Linked DNA regions of Mus musculus: regions 1, 2 and 3 are each linked to region 4. The links are chromatin contacts, called in public Hi-C and HiChIP or PLAC-seq maps. All regions are on one chromosome and are shown on one strand. The core of a region is the stretch at or near the end of the contact, and the rest is flanking DNA. Distances in the headings are between cores, read along the strand shown.

The links. Hi-C and Micro-C count contacts between places; a contact is called where the count stands out from the background. HiChIP or PLAC-seq counts read pairs in DNA pulled down with a chosen protein or histone mark.
Region 1: a contact with region 4 is called in a Hi-C map of uterus, with 3 times the contacts expected there. The contact joins the enhancer-like site here to the promoter of Mecom in region 4. A contact is called at or near these places in 15 of 484 Hi-C or Micro-C datasets (LSK cells, cranial neural crest, embryonic fibroblasts and 8 more), 15 of 115 datasets of contacts at active chromatin or transcription factors (the NIH/3T3 cell line, cardiomyocytes, craniofacial prominence and 11 more) and 1 of 9 other capture datasets (embryonic stem cells).
Region 2: a contact with region 4 is called in an H3K4me3 HiChIP or PLAC-seq map of embryonic basal ganglia, with 5 times the contacts expected there. The contact joins the enhancer-like site here to the promoter of Mecom in region 4. A contact is called at or near these places in 1 of 39 promoter capture datasets (embryonic stem cells), 12 of 115 datasets of contacts at active chromatin or transcription factors (cardiomyocytes, craniofacial prominence, embryonic basal ganglia and 9 more) and 1 of 9 other capture datasets (embryonic stem cells).
Region 3: a FOXA1 HiChIP or PLAC-seq map of pancreatic cancer cells shows a contact between it and region 4. The contact joins the enhancer-like site here to the promoter of Mecom in region 4. A contact is called at or near these places in 14 of 115 datasets of contacts at active chromatin or transcription factors (cardiomyocytes, a colorectal cancer cell line, craniofacial prominence and 10 more) and 1 of 9 other capture datasets (embryonic tail).

What each region holds. Positions count from the first base shown.
Region 1 is chr3:29,756,428-29,759,408 of GRCm38.p6, forward strand. No RefSeq gene overlaps it. Among named protein-coding and RNA genes, the nearest start is that of Gm42197, 62 kb to the left of the region's middle. Within about 2 kb of position 1,539, at least 17 of the 459 cell types and tissues checked have an H3K27ac peak or open chromatin away from gene starts, as enhancers often do. A contact at or near this core is called in uterus, where this site is marked.
Region 2 is chr3:29,956,017-29,959,326 of GRCm38.p6, forward strand. It overlaps Mecom (MDS1 and EVI1 complex locus), which reads right to left. Exons shown (of 16, transcript NM_001370769.2): 14 at 1,297-1,533; 15 at 290-473. Among named protein-coding and RNA genes, the nearest start is that of Gm52621, 39 kb to the right of the region's middle. Within about 2 kb of position 1,810, at least 3 of the 459 cell types and tissues checked have an H3K27ac peak or open chromatin away from gene starts, as enhancers often do. A contact at or near this core is called in embryonic basal ganglia, where this site is marked.
Region 3 is chr3:29,975,101-29,978,083 of GRCm38.p6, forward strand. It overlaps Mecom (MDS1 and EVI1 complex locus), which reads right to left. Exons shown (of 16, transcript NM_001370769.2): 9 at 2,159-2,246. Among named protein-coding and RNA genes, the nearest start is that of Gm52621, 20 kb to the right of the region's middle. Within about 2 kb of position 1,686, at least 20 of the 459 cell types and tissues checked have an H3K27ac peak or open chromatin away from gene starts, as enhancers often do. A contact at or near this core is called in a colorectal cancer cell line and pancreatic cancer cells, where this site is marked.
Region 4 is chr3:30,508,111-30,511,466 of GRCm38.p6, forward strand. It overlaps Mecom (MDS1 and EVI1 complex locus), which reads right to left and starts at 1,649. Exons shown (of 16, transcript NM_001370769.2): 1 at 1,320-1,649. The coding sequence starts at 1,356.

The DNA.
Region 1 (2,981 bases), core at 289-2,788, 750 kb before region 4:
TTTCCATGACAAGAAAATTGCAGCCAACCCTTGACAGTCAATCACAAATTGACTGAACAAAACAAAATCCAACAGTGAAGTAATCCCCAAGCAAATTTAATGAAACCTCAATCCCGAAGGGCTGTGCACTTCTGTAGGCCACGGTCTTATTTAATAAGTTGCCCCTGCTTTCACTTTTAGGACCATATTTACACAGACAAATTCAATTCATTCGGGTTTACATTTCCTCTTTCCCTAAGTCTGCCCACCAGGCAAGTAGGGGAAAGACTGTAACCAGGTATGTCAGTGTTCAGGAAGGAACGAAGATGGTCATCCAGTCGCTAGAAGATGTACCTGTCTTCCTGGCTACCATGAAAACTACTGTCAGCTCCGTAAGAATGGTCTGTACAAAACTGTGATTTACTAAGAAGAGACCAAAGGGCTGGACTATTTATGTTGCTCAGAATAAAGGGAAAATGTGAATATAAGCTTCAACTTCATAACAAATTTGGGGGATTATTTTTTTTTACTTGAATAATGGGAAGTATTATCATTCTAGTCTCTCTGTCTCCCAACATCACCACCACACTTTCTCCCTTTCTCTTTTGATCTTTCTGTTCGGAAATTTCTCCAAACTTTTCACAAGTATCCACCATGAAAAGAGACAAAGAAAAAAAAGATACGAAAGTATGTGCTTATGGTTGTATACCAACAGAAAACAAATGGCAACTTATGTAAAGTGATTCAAATGTAAGGTGAGTTCATGCCTGCCTTAAAATAAGCAAATTAAATGCATTGTTATTCTGTAATGAAAACAATAACTTCCTTAAATGACAAAAAGCCAGTTACTCCCAGCCCTATAATAAAGCAGCACTGTCCCTAAACCCAGGACTTCATATTGATTTGCTGGAGCATTTTAACATCAAAAATGGTTATAGAAGAAAGAACACACTAGAAAAGTCCCAAGAAGCATGTAAAATATTCAATCAACTATTTAGTTTTTAAGCTTATAATTACTTGTAATGTACATTTTATAGGTGTAAGATGTACCTGGCCAAATGATTTGGCTTCACTTTCATTTCTATCCACAAGCTGGCTGTGGATACTCCTTCCTCCAGTCAATCCAGTCAGTTTCCCTTAAAACATGGGTTTCTGATCACACCAATTTTCTAAAAGTTATGGACAATAGATTCCAAATATTACCGATACATTTTAAACACTGACAAATACAAACACTATTAAACATATATGAAAAGTGTTTCAATTAACACTTTTAAGAGCTATAAGTAAATTCCAGTTGAAAATCAATAATGTAATCAGTTTCTCTTAGTTTTCGGTTATGGTCAATCTCAAATACCTTGTCCTGGAAAGGTATTGTCACACATCTCAGAAGAATGTTCTTCAAGGTCTCAAAGATGTTTTATCTTAAGAAACCTGTATCAGACTACAAACGACTTGGTTGTATTTTCATTTCTACCTTGGGTTAAGGGAGGTAGCCTCACCTTGTAAAAGTGAGGCTGGCTGGGCTGCGAGCAGTTCCCTGGCTGTCAAGTTGGCTCAGCTCCAAGCAACACGTGGTTGGATACGGCTGCAAGGGTTCCTTGGCAGCATCCGCTGTAATTACAGGACTATGAAGAAAGACTCAAGAAAATAACCATAAAAGGTGTAGTTGGCTCCAAAGCAAAACTTCAGCGGCCAAGAACAACTGGGCTTTCATGTTCTCAAGTTCAGAGTGGAGAATCAAACTTTTCTTTCAGCAGAAGTCAGAGGAAGCAGGCAAACTCACACTAGACATCTCGATGGTTTTTCAAAGCCAAGAGGCAAGGAAGCTCAGCTTGAGTGTGTGGGTCTCTCAAAGGAAAACCTAAGTAAGTAGAGAGGGTGTGAACTCACAGTCCCATAGAGTTCATGGCCAGTGAGAGGTCTTATACTATTGTAGCCCTTGGAAACCTTATACTTCTCACTAACTTGCAGTGCCTGCTATTTAGAATCACCCTTCCTTGAGCTCTCTGTATTCAGTTTTGTGAACGGTCCTCCACACTTCCAGTAGATTCTTTTGGAAATGTAAGATTAGCTTTGCCAGGTCAGGAGGATGGGAAGGCATTCATAGAGGCTTGTCAGTGATGACATTGCCCATAGCCATGAACATTCATGGTGAGAAGATTTTAGTTTTTCCTCCTTTAGAGTAAAGCCAAATTGTGTCACAATGCCTTGCCCATACATGTGTAACCTTTTCAAATCCTGGGCAAAAGGACGGAGGAAACCAGATGAATGCTATTCATTTGCTTGGGAAGTATGTGCCTAGAGATACAGTAACAGCCTTGTTTGTCTAAGTGAAATGTCATTCATGCGATTATGGTGTGCAGTAGCAGAGGGGCCTGCCACAGAGCCAGAGCCTTCAACATTTAAACAAATCAAAATGGTAAGTTCCAAATCAAGTCGTTGTTTTAATTAGAGAAACGAGAAAGGGGAGAAGATTGAGAATGGGGAAAAATATTCCCATTTTGTAAGGGAAAATTACCTCATAGCCCTTGCTGGTTAGATAATATTTTCAGGAAGAATAACTGTAAGAAATGTGATAACTGCCAGTCATGATCAAAACAGAACATTAGAAAAGGAGGGAGGGGAGACCTGACTTTATTCTGACAACATAGCAAAATCGTTATGTCCAGGGTATGTCTTTCCTTATTAAGTTTAGTGAACCACAGAGATGTGCTCATGAACCAAGAAGTCTAATGTGCATGTGCCACAGAATTGAATGAAAAACATGGAATATTCCACAAAATAATTTACCCCTGGGAAAAAAGATCGCCATAACTTCTATAAATTGCACACTATACTTGGATGTAAATTTAATTAGTCAGGGACCAATAGATTTGTGCATATATTGTCTTTTTGTAGATGACATATTCTTTAGCAGATTAGTCTCATCAGATATAGTGTACTGACTTAAGAAGGATAATTGAGTTGAAGGTTAAAAATAATGGCTGTTTTTCCTACAC
Region 2 (3,310 bases), core at 560-3,059, 550 kb before region 4:
GTGTGTGTACTCTTAAAACAGAGGGGGAAAAAAAAACTAACAGCAGACTCATGGCAGGGTCAGGCTTGTGATGGAAGTTTCAGGGCAGAATGCATTTTACATGTCAATGGTTTCATTGGTTACTTTTGGCATTGATCATCAGCAGAGCAAAACCAGGGACATCATCAACCAAGTACCCAAATCTGCTTGGCTTCTAGAATGCTGCAAGGTGACCATATTTGCTTAGGTTCGTCAGAGAGATGCACGCTTGCATGCAGGGTCCCATGGTGTGGACCACAGCAGTCTGTACCTGTGATTTGGACTTTCTGTGTAACGTCTGTTTAAGCTCCTCTGGCACATGAGAAGAACTAATGGAGGACAGCTCAGCGTCAGTGTATTGATTCTCTTCCATTTCCCTCATTTTGAGGCTATCTGTGAAGTGCCTTATGTGATCTAGAGCAGAAAGGCCAGATTTATAGTCTTCCTCTTTATACCTAAAATGAACCAATGGGAAAGCACAGAAATTGGATTTTCTTAGGCAGGTTTTGCTTTTTTTGTCTCATCAAGTCATTTTCAACTTTATCTTAACAGCTCTCAAACTTCATATTGCATTTGTTGTGTCAAGTAGCATGCAATAATCACTAGATTAAAAATAATTACAAATACCATATCTTGATATATATTTCCTTTAATATTTTATTGTCTAAAGCCAAGCATATATCTAAAGTAAAGTCAATGACATATTAACATCCCACAATGTGTGGGAACAGAAGTCATACACTTGAAAACTTCTTTTAAAATAAAGTCATTTATGAATATATTCAGTCAGGATACCTTATCATCACAGAAATATAATATTCCCTTCACTTTAACTATTCATTGAGTCTTTCCAATTAAGGAAAATCTATCATCTGTAAAATTTATCTTAAATGTCTTGAGTTACGATTATAGTAGATTATTGAGTAGACTCAGTCATGATGAAATGTCTATTTTTTCATGAAGTTCATACATAGAATCTCAAAATTAAATACTCGTGCAATCTTCACTCATCCTTCCTGCCTTGGGGCCACCGGAGTTCCACAAATACTAATGTGTTTACGTGCTTGTGGATCCTGTGCCCTGCCTCCTCGTTTCCCTTTATGTAAAACTGACGCACTGTGTGTGCCTTTCCCAGGTCAAATTGAACTTTCATGGTTTGTTACTTCACAAATTCCCCATAATCTAACACATTCTTCCAGTAGCCGAGCGGAGCAGGAGGAATTCGCCCAACAGTCCCCCACGTCTGTCCCTTGGCTTGCCATATTGCAAGGCACTCACCTCACCGGGGACGCCTTACAGCTCATCTCCAGGGCACCAGCTTCTTCGTAGTCATCCTCCGGGATCTCCTCGTCTAAACGAGTCACCCCTAGCTCCTTTCTGGGCTTTCCAGGAATATCATTGTCTTCATCCTCCTCATCCAACAACACCTCATCTTCTACTTCTTCATCATCCAATAAATCTGAATTTTGGCTGGTTGCCAAAGCCTTTTTATCCTTGAAGTGACTGCCATTCATCCTTTCAAGAGCATAAAGAGTAAACGGACCAATTACTGGCTTGATTTTTAAACACGCTGTTAGCTCATCTCCCTAGCAAGAGTTTAAACCGTCAACACTTACAAAAGAAATCTGTATTGTGTGTGCCTCGTTGCAACCTTGGGAAAATAATGTAATTTCACAAAGGGGAGACACAAGGAAAAACAATAATTGGCTGATTATTTGGACTACAAATGCAGCCTCTGGCAGAACAGGAAAAACAGCTCCAGTCTCTGACTTCTTATCACTGCTGATAAATGATATGGTGTGTGCAATATACAAGCACATGAATGTTTTCTCTGCATAATGTACGTAATTACCATTTAAGTACCCACCATTTAAAGTAATTGATTTCTGGAAAACATATATCCCTGACCAATTATGACAGACAACAGCTTAAACACACACACACACACACACACACACACACACACACACACACAAACTGAATCTATGGCTCCAAACACAATGTGAAAGGGGCTGCCAGGGAGCAATGTGCATTCACTGCTCCTGGATTACAGATATAATCATCTCCTCTTGGGCACGAGACTCAAGCTTGGAGTTATTGAGAGCCCACTTATCTTGGCTCCTTCTAAGTGATCTTAAATTGTTTAACAGCGAAAGAGTTCTTTGTTTTCCAAGAAAACACAGAGAGGATATATCAGCTAGAAATTTAAATGAGCTAACAGCTTTTGAAACTGACTTAGCAGCCACAGCTAACAATACAAAGTATCACTTTTTAAATTAAAATGTCCTCCATAATATTTCTGCTTACATTTGTAAGAATTGCTATGGATGACTCAAGTGTAACTTACTATACAAATTCCATCTATGGAATTTGGAGGCATGTATGATTCTAGAGTAGTGATCAATATAAAGAAAATTTGGATATGTTCTGTTATAAGAGTCTAAAAATGACATAATTACAAATTCTTTTTAAAAGGGTGTGCCTTTGAAACATACATGAACAGGGAAGGTGACCAGGCTAAGAAAGTATGTTAAGATGTGAACCCTTACAGGCACCCATGCATCTAAGCCCTAGGTCCCCCGTAAGCTTTTGTTACCATGCTCCTCTATCTAGTTACTGTATCAGAATTGCACAGTCTTCAGTTATTGTTGTAGACAGGGATTCTTATGTATGACATGAAATGATATTTTTTAGTTCATGAAAGACCAGAAAGCATGTGCAGAAATTTTCCCATAAAAATATATAGACCTTAATGTTTAGATTCCCCAGAAATAAATAGACAACATGCATGAAACTGTCTTGCAAACGATGCAAGTGCCAAGTACAAACGCATTTGACCAGAAAAAGTAACATCATTATTGAACATTTTATACAACCTCTTAACCTCTCTTACCAAAAAGAATGACGAAAACATATTTTTTCCCAGACATAAACTATTAGTTTTCAGATATACTGCCAACTTGCTAGTTTGAATGGATGGAAATTGTTACTTTTTTTTTTTAAGTGAGAAAGTGAAAGTAAAAGAACAAAAGAGACCATGGATGAAAACCAAAAACAACAAAATCCAGCATGATTAAGAAAACCTATTTGTTAATTATGCTTTCAAATATGGCAATTTATTGGGATAAATTATTCATCAAAGGTAGCCTGATAGCTGCTGAGGCTGGCAAAGTCAAGTGACTCAGCTCTCTACTTCTATGTTTAGACATGTTGAGGCCAGATGTTGCAGCTGTGCAGCCTCGAAGTCACCAGTTCTGAGCTATCAATTTTGAATAGACTTTTCAGAACCCAA
Region 3 (2,983 bases), core at 436-2,935, 530 kb before region 4:
CTTTAAACAGTGCTCCACTGTAGATTGGAAGTAGCTTGTGAATTAGGCACCCTGAATATCTATCTACCACTTCTGTCCCTCCAAAGTCCCCTGTGGCATTCCCCACTGCCCAGCACATATGATATTGGCATTATACTGACACTGAATACAGAATGGCAGGAATCCACTTCTATTTGTCGGATCTAGGACACACTAAGTACTGCAAATTAACTTTTGTTGTCCTTACTGGGTCCTAACAACCACACGCAGCAACAGGCAGTCTACACACCAAAATGTGACACTGTAGGTGGGAAGGAAATACACTCCCCCTGTATTCCCATGGCATTCCTCAGAGGGTCTACAGGAGGGGCCACTACTCTGCTGTGAGCAATGGGCACAACCCTTACCTGTCATATTCACTGTTACCTTTGAGAATACTAAAATATAACACATTCCTTCATATTCCCTTATTAAATATAAATAAATTCCACATTTATAATACAGTCCTACAGACATGTAATTATTGGTAAATGAACTTAACCACTTTATTAAGTGGCACAATGACCAAGGCTGGCCATTGGTTTTTAGAGGCCATGGGTACCTTGAAGTCAACATGTTCAGAAAATTTTCATAGATAAGAAAACTAACACCCAGATAGAAGAAACTGCTCAGACTCTAAACCCCATTCCCATTTTCTTCATTCTATCATACCCTAGAGTATTCAGCTTTTTACTGCTATTTTATTATTATATAATAAAAATAGATAAGCAACCTGGTTACTATTATTAAATGTATACAGTAATATAGATGCATGTGTGCTTTTGTTTATAATTAGAAAAGAATATACCAAGAGAGTTGTATTTTTATGCAACATCTGAAACAGGGCATTTTGTATTCTAGATTATTACACTGTGAACCCTTGCAAGTGTTATTAGGTCAGCATAAATATCAAATATTTACCGATAAACATTCACTGCTTCAGCACTTGGCTCTTTCTGTGAAGGGGTTATGTAAACAGTATTAGTCCTTAACCTTCCTTTATAAAATCCATGGTGGAATGTTCCTGGAATTTTTGATACCTAAGCATATATTTTCTCAATTTAGATTAGAGTGGGAATTTTGGAACAGAAGTAAGTTTTTATGTATAACTAAAACAGATGTTTGGATTTCTGTTCTCCCATGCTTGTTTCGGTATTAAGGAAGAAAATTGAAAAACTAAGAACACGAGAGAAAAGGTAAGATTCCTATCCTAAGACAAATTAATGCCTTTGCTACCTAAAAGGAAGAGATTTTCACCAGTTTACTTAGAGGACTATCATTTATGGCTTGGATATACTACAACAGAACAAATTTATGTACCAAATTGTCAGGTATTTTCTTTAAAACCTTCAGTGTCTTTAAAGATCAGAGTTTGCATCATTTAAACACAAAGCACAACAAAATGAAATGTGAGTTTAAAAAAGCAGATTCCAGACATTATGTTTGCACTTTCAATATGACTCTCTAGCTGTGGATTAATATGTAAACCAGTCTTCAGAAAAGAAAATTAAATGGGTGGCGACCCAGAGATGAAGCCACAAGATAGCACTGTTCAGTATACCGATTTGCAAAGAGAAACTGTATGTCTTTTGATAAATGGGCCTGGCTCCATTCAGTAAATAGCTCTGTGTATTGTGGTGAATTCTTGTGCAATTATAGACCTTCCCTGGAATGCCCAGTGGTGTCTAGATAAATTCCTTCACCCTCTATGGTAACAACTTGTCAGGTAGACTCATTTCCTGTTTTTATCTAAGCACTGAAAGGACAGGAGTGACCTTCATGAGGTTGGGACGAGTCACAGTGTGATCCATATCTTCATATCAGGAAACTTTAAACACAAAAGACGACTTCAATATTTATTTCCTTAGCTGAGTCTGACTCGCTCCAACATGCACTTTAGCTCGGTGAACAGTTAAGGCGCATAGCAATTTAACACCCAAACAATGTTATTTTTACACATATACTGATGACTTTTTCTTTTAAGAAGCTTGGGTTTTTAGTCTTGCTAAAATTTCCTGTGTTCTTGCATGGCAACGTCATAGGAAATACTAGTGTTATTAAAGTTTCTTTCAATCCACTGCACCTGCTTCTTAGGATCAACAAGTTTACAAGCTTGACATCTAAAATCCAAATTACTTACTTGCGGGTGAAACAAGAATCCTGGAGAAGGTCTCAAGTATTTTTCTTTCAAAGCTTCAAGCGGGTCAGTTAACTTTCTTTTCTCTACTCTGAAAGGTTAGAATCAGATTTGGGAGAGTCAGTCTTGAATCTCAGTAACAGGACAGCCAGTGTCACTCAAAGAAGCAAAGCCGAAGGAAGTTCTCACCGGGACACACTTAAAAGGAGACCACTCCTGGGAAAGGGGACATTGGACACTTCTAAGTCCTCAAAGGGAGAAAGTCCACTTGATAATGGAAAAATCCTACTTGATGACTAGGGTGGAAAGGGAGTTTGAAAGCTGCTGTCACTGAGTAACAGGAGTCTGTACAAGGCTGGGACTCTTCTGACTCAGACGGAGCAAAGACATGAGAAGAGTTTGAAATGGCCGGTGAAAACTGGGATGATTTAATTACTACATCCTTCTAAATATCCACTCTAGTGATCATAAATCTGCCTATTGGGTGCAAGGGAACTTCCAAGTTAGCTAGGCTCTGTTGCAGATATTCAAGATGGGCTCAGGTACATACATTTATATGCAACATATGTTTGAGATGGGTATATAAATGTTCAAATAGTCTCTATCTCTCTTTCAAGGGAAGGTAGGAAGTAAGTTTGGAAAAATAGGAATAACTTTAAACATGCCCCGCATTCTCTCTGCAGTTAGGCATCTAGAGAAGTGATGTAAGACAGATTCATTCTTACCAGCTATTGTCAATTACCTTTTAAGAAAATGTAAGCACATTTAAGCTTTAATTGAAAGCCAGACTTAGGGACCACTTAGGAAATGAAAGAAGGGGTTAGGAGA
Region 4 (3,356 bases), core at 399-2,898:
GGCGGCCTGGCCGGTCCTTTCCCGAAGCAGCTCTGATGTCCGAGGGAGTAAGAAGGCGGCAGGCTGCTCGTTGGGCCCCCTTCAACGCTGGGCAGAAGCATTTGAACAAACCCACCTCAGACTCCTACTAGTCCCTGCTAAGCAACCCTTCCCACCCTACCCTGTCCTGGAGTGTCACCCAAGCCTTCCCTGAAAGCGTGGGGGATGGTAGTCTAGTCCCCCATAGCCCCAAACCCCACTACCCTAGTCCCGCGTGACCGAGGCTGCTCCGCTCCGGGCAGACAGAGGGCGCCGGGGAGGACGAGTGACCCGGGACCCCGGCTGCACCCAGAAAGAGAACGGCAGGCTGAGCTGCTCCCCCTTGGTGGCCCCGAGTTCCGGCAGCCCGCCCCCTGGGGGTCACTCGGCGCCCTGCCAGCCCGGGCTTCTCGGGTCGGAGCGCGCCCTCCTGGCCTTACGGAGCAGCGTTCTCGGCTGGCCGCGCGCCCTCCACGCCCGGGCCTGAGAACGCCGGCGCGGCCTCCGCTCTCCCCACCTGCCGAGTGACTCTGCGGAGCCGAGAGCTCGGCGCTGCCGGGGTTCCCCCCACCCATCCCCAGGACCGTGTCCCCCCCGGCCCCCCTGCCTCCCCTTCCCCAGGGCTCCCGCCGCGTCGCACACGCCGCCGCGTACAAGGACCGAGCGCACAGCGCCCACTACCGCAGCCGCGGCTAGGCGCAGCGCCGATCGCCCGCGCAACTTGCAAGCGGCCGCCTCGCAACTTTTCCCAACTCCATCGCGGCCGGCTGCGGCCACAGCCACCGCGGCTCCCTCGGAGCCCGCCACCCGTCCCAAACCCCAGAAACAAACAGAGCTTCAGAAAGGCGCCCTTCCCCTGCCCGCCCCCCCCCCACCCGCTTCCCCCCTCCTCCCGCTCCGGGAACTAGCTGGTTGGCCAGAGGCGACTCTCCCCCGCCTGGGGGGGGAAGGGAGGGGAGGGGGACACACTCTCCTCTCCCCCCACCCCTTCGCGCTCACTCGCGCGCGCCCTCCTCCCTCCCTCCCAGCTTTTTGCTGCCCCCACCCCCACCCCGGAGTTGCCACAGCTGGTCCTGGTGCGGGGCTCAGGGCTACCGCGCTTCCACTGCGCCCAGAGCAGGAGCCAGGGCGCGGAGGCAGGAATCGGCAGGTTGCTCCGGCTGCCGGCTGCGCTGTGCCTGCCTTCCACCCCAGGCCCCCCGCGCCAAAGCAGCCCGCGCTCTCTCCCCGTGCGCTAGACACAGATACGCAAGATGGCAGAGAAGGGGGGGAAGCCAATAGAAAAGGGATATTGCACCTACTTGTGGCCAGTTTCCTTGCCCTGCCTTTGGATCTCATGCTGTGCCCAGTCCTGCAGCCGCTGCTGGGTGGTTAGGTTTTTTTTTTCTTGGATCTTTTCCTTCTTTTGCTCTCTCTCTCCCCCTCCCTTCTCTCTCTCTCTCTCTCTCTCTCTCTCTCTCTCTCTCTCTCTCTCTCCTCTGTCTCACACACGCACACACACGCACACACTCGGTCTTTCACTCTCTCTCCCTCCCTCTCTCTCTTTCTCTCAATCCACACTCGCTATCTCTAGCATTGTCAGTTTGGACACCTTCGCACATGCGCGTTAGACGCCCCTCCAACATCTCAGCGCCGCCAAAAAAAGTTTGGAGCGATTTATCACTTTGATTTGGAGATCTTGTCAGATGGCAATCGCCGAGGAGGCGGAGAAAGGGAGCTACGGGGAGGGCGGCAGGGGGCGGGGAGCGAGCGCGGGGAGCTGGAGGGGAGCAGACACTTCGCCCAAACGGGAAAAAAAATAAAAAGAAAGAAAGAAAAAGAAAAGAAATGAAAAGTCTTGGACAGAGAATTGATTCGTGGGGCAGAGGACTATGTCTGTGTGGGAGTCAATAAGCCTGCATTATAATTATTATTAATGTTTTCTCCACCATAAATTACATTGTCTGTAGGGGAACCGAGCGGAGGAGGGAAAAAAAACTTTAGGATAAATCTTTCCGTCTACACAAGAACTAGGCTGAGGACTGGACCGTGAACGTGTTATCAGAAGGCGAGAAGCATCTTGAACTTCAGAGCTCTGCCCTTGCTGCCGCTCTCTCCTTCTGAAGTTCCTGGGGCTTCCGCTTTGGATGAATAACCGGTTCTCGATTTTAGCTGTAATACCAACGGTAGCTGCCATCCTAGGAACATTTCAGTAGTCTGTTTCCATCAAGTAGCAACAATCGCCCTTGATGCCCAGGTCCCGCCGGGCTGAACATTTGACATCCAAGACCTCCTGCCTTGCCTAAGGTCGGCCGGCACCTTCCGGCCTCCTGCTGCTACCCAGCCCGCCTGCCATTTCCACTCACTCACTGAAACCTACAACCTCTGGGGTCACCAGAAGGAGGAAGGGGGGAAATTCCATACGCATACCTAGAAAATACAAAACGTACATTGTTGAAATGTGCCTAATTACAGAATTTACTAATGAAGTGTGCAGGCAGAAATGAAGGCGCAAGGGGTTAGGTGTGTTCAAGGTATGAATCACTCCCAACTCAGTATGGATTTTTCTTAGTACAACCTTCTTGCATTAAACAGTTGTGTTCAATACCTTCCACGTGCTATTTATGTCTCCATTAATATCTGCTGCAAATCCTGCCAGACACCATAAAAGAAAATTGCCATCTTTTCCGTGCGGTGCTGCTACCATCCTAAAACTCAAGTCGGAAGAAGCAGGAAAGTCCTGGTCTCTCCTCTGAGAGAGCAAGGACGAGCAGGGTTGTTGGGAACTCAGTTGCACCTGTTGGTATTCATTTAGTTTGAGCTCAGACTGCGGTTGTGAGAGAGCGAATATCTAGGTTCAATTCCCAGGGGCTTCGGTGGCCAAGCTTACAGGACCTACCTCATCTAAGAATACCCACCACCTTTCCCTCCCCAGAGCTGTGTAATTCCAGGAGCATTCAGACATAAGATACAGGTCCCTAGAGAACCAAGCTACAGCTCCCAAGGGAGACAGATGTGTAACCTTGAAATATGAGGGAGAGACAGGGGAAGTAAAGGAGGAAATGGCAGAGAACCGGAGTGAAAACAGCTTCCAGAGGAGAAAATGCTGGAGCCCACACACACATGAATCCCAGGGAATCCTGCCATCTCCATCTCCCCTCCCCCACAGAGGCACCTGGGATTTTACAAGACCTACTAGAGCTCTAGTGGCCTACTGCATGCAGGTGTATGTGTGTGTGTGTGTTGGTACTTTTAATATGTGCAAAGCTACTACTGCTTGTATGGATACAGGTCTACTACTCTAAAAATCTTCCCCAAAATCTACTAGCTACTCTGTTTAGGAGCGACCTCCTTCTGAC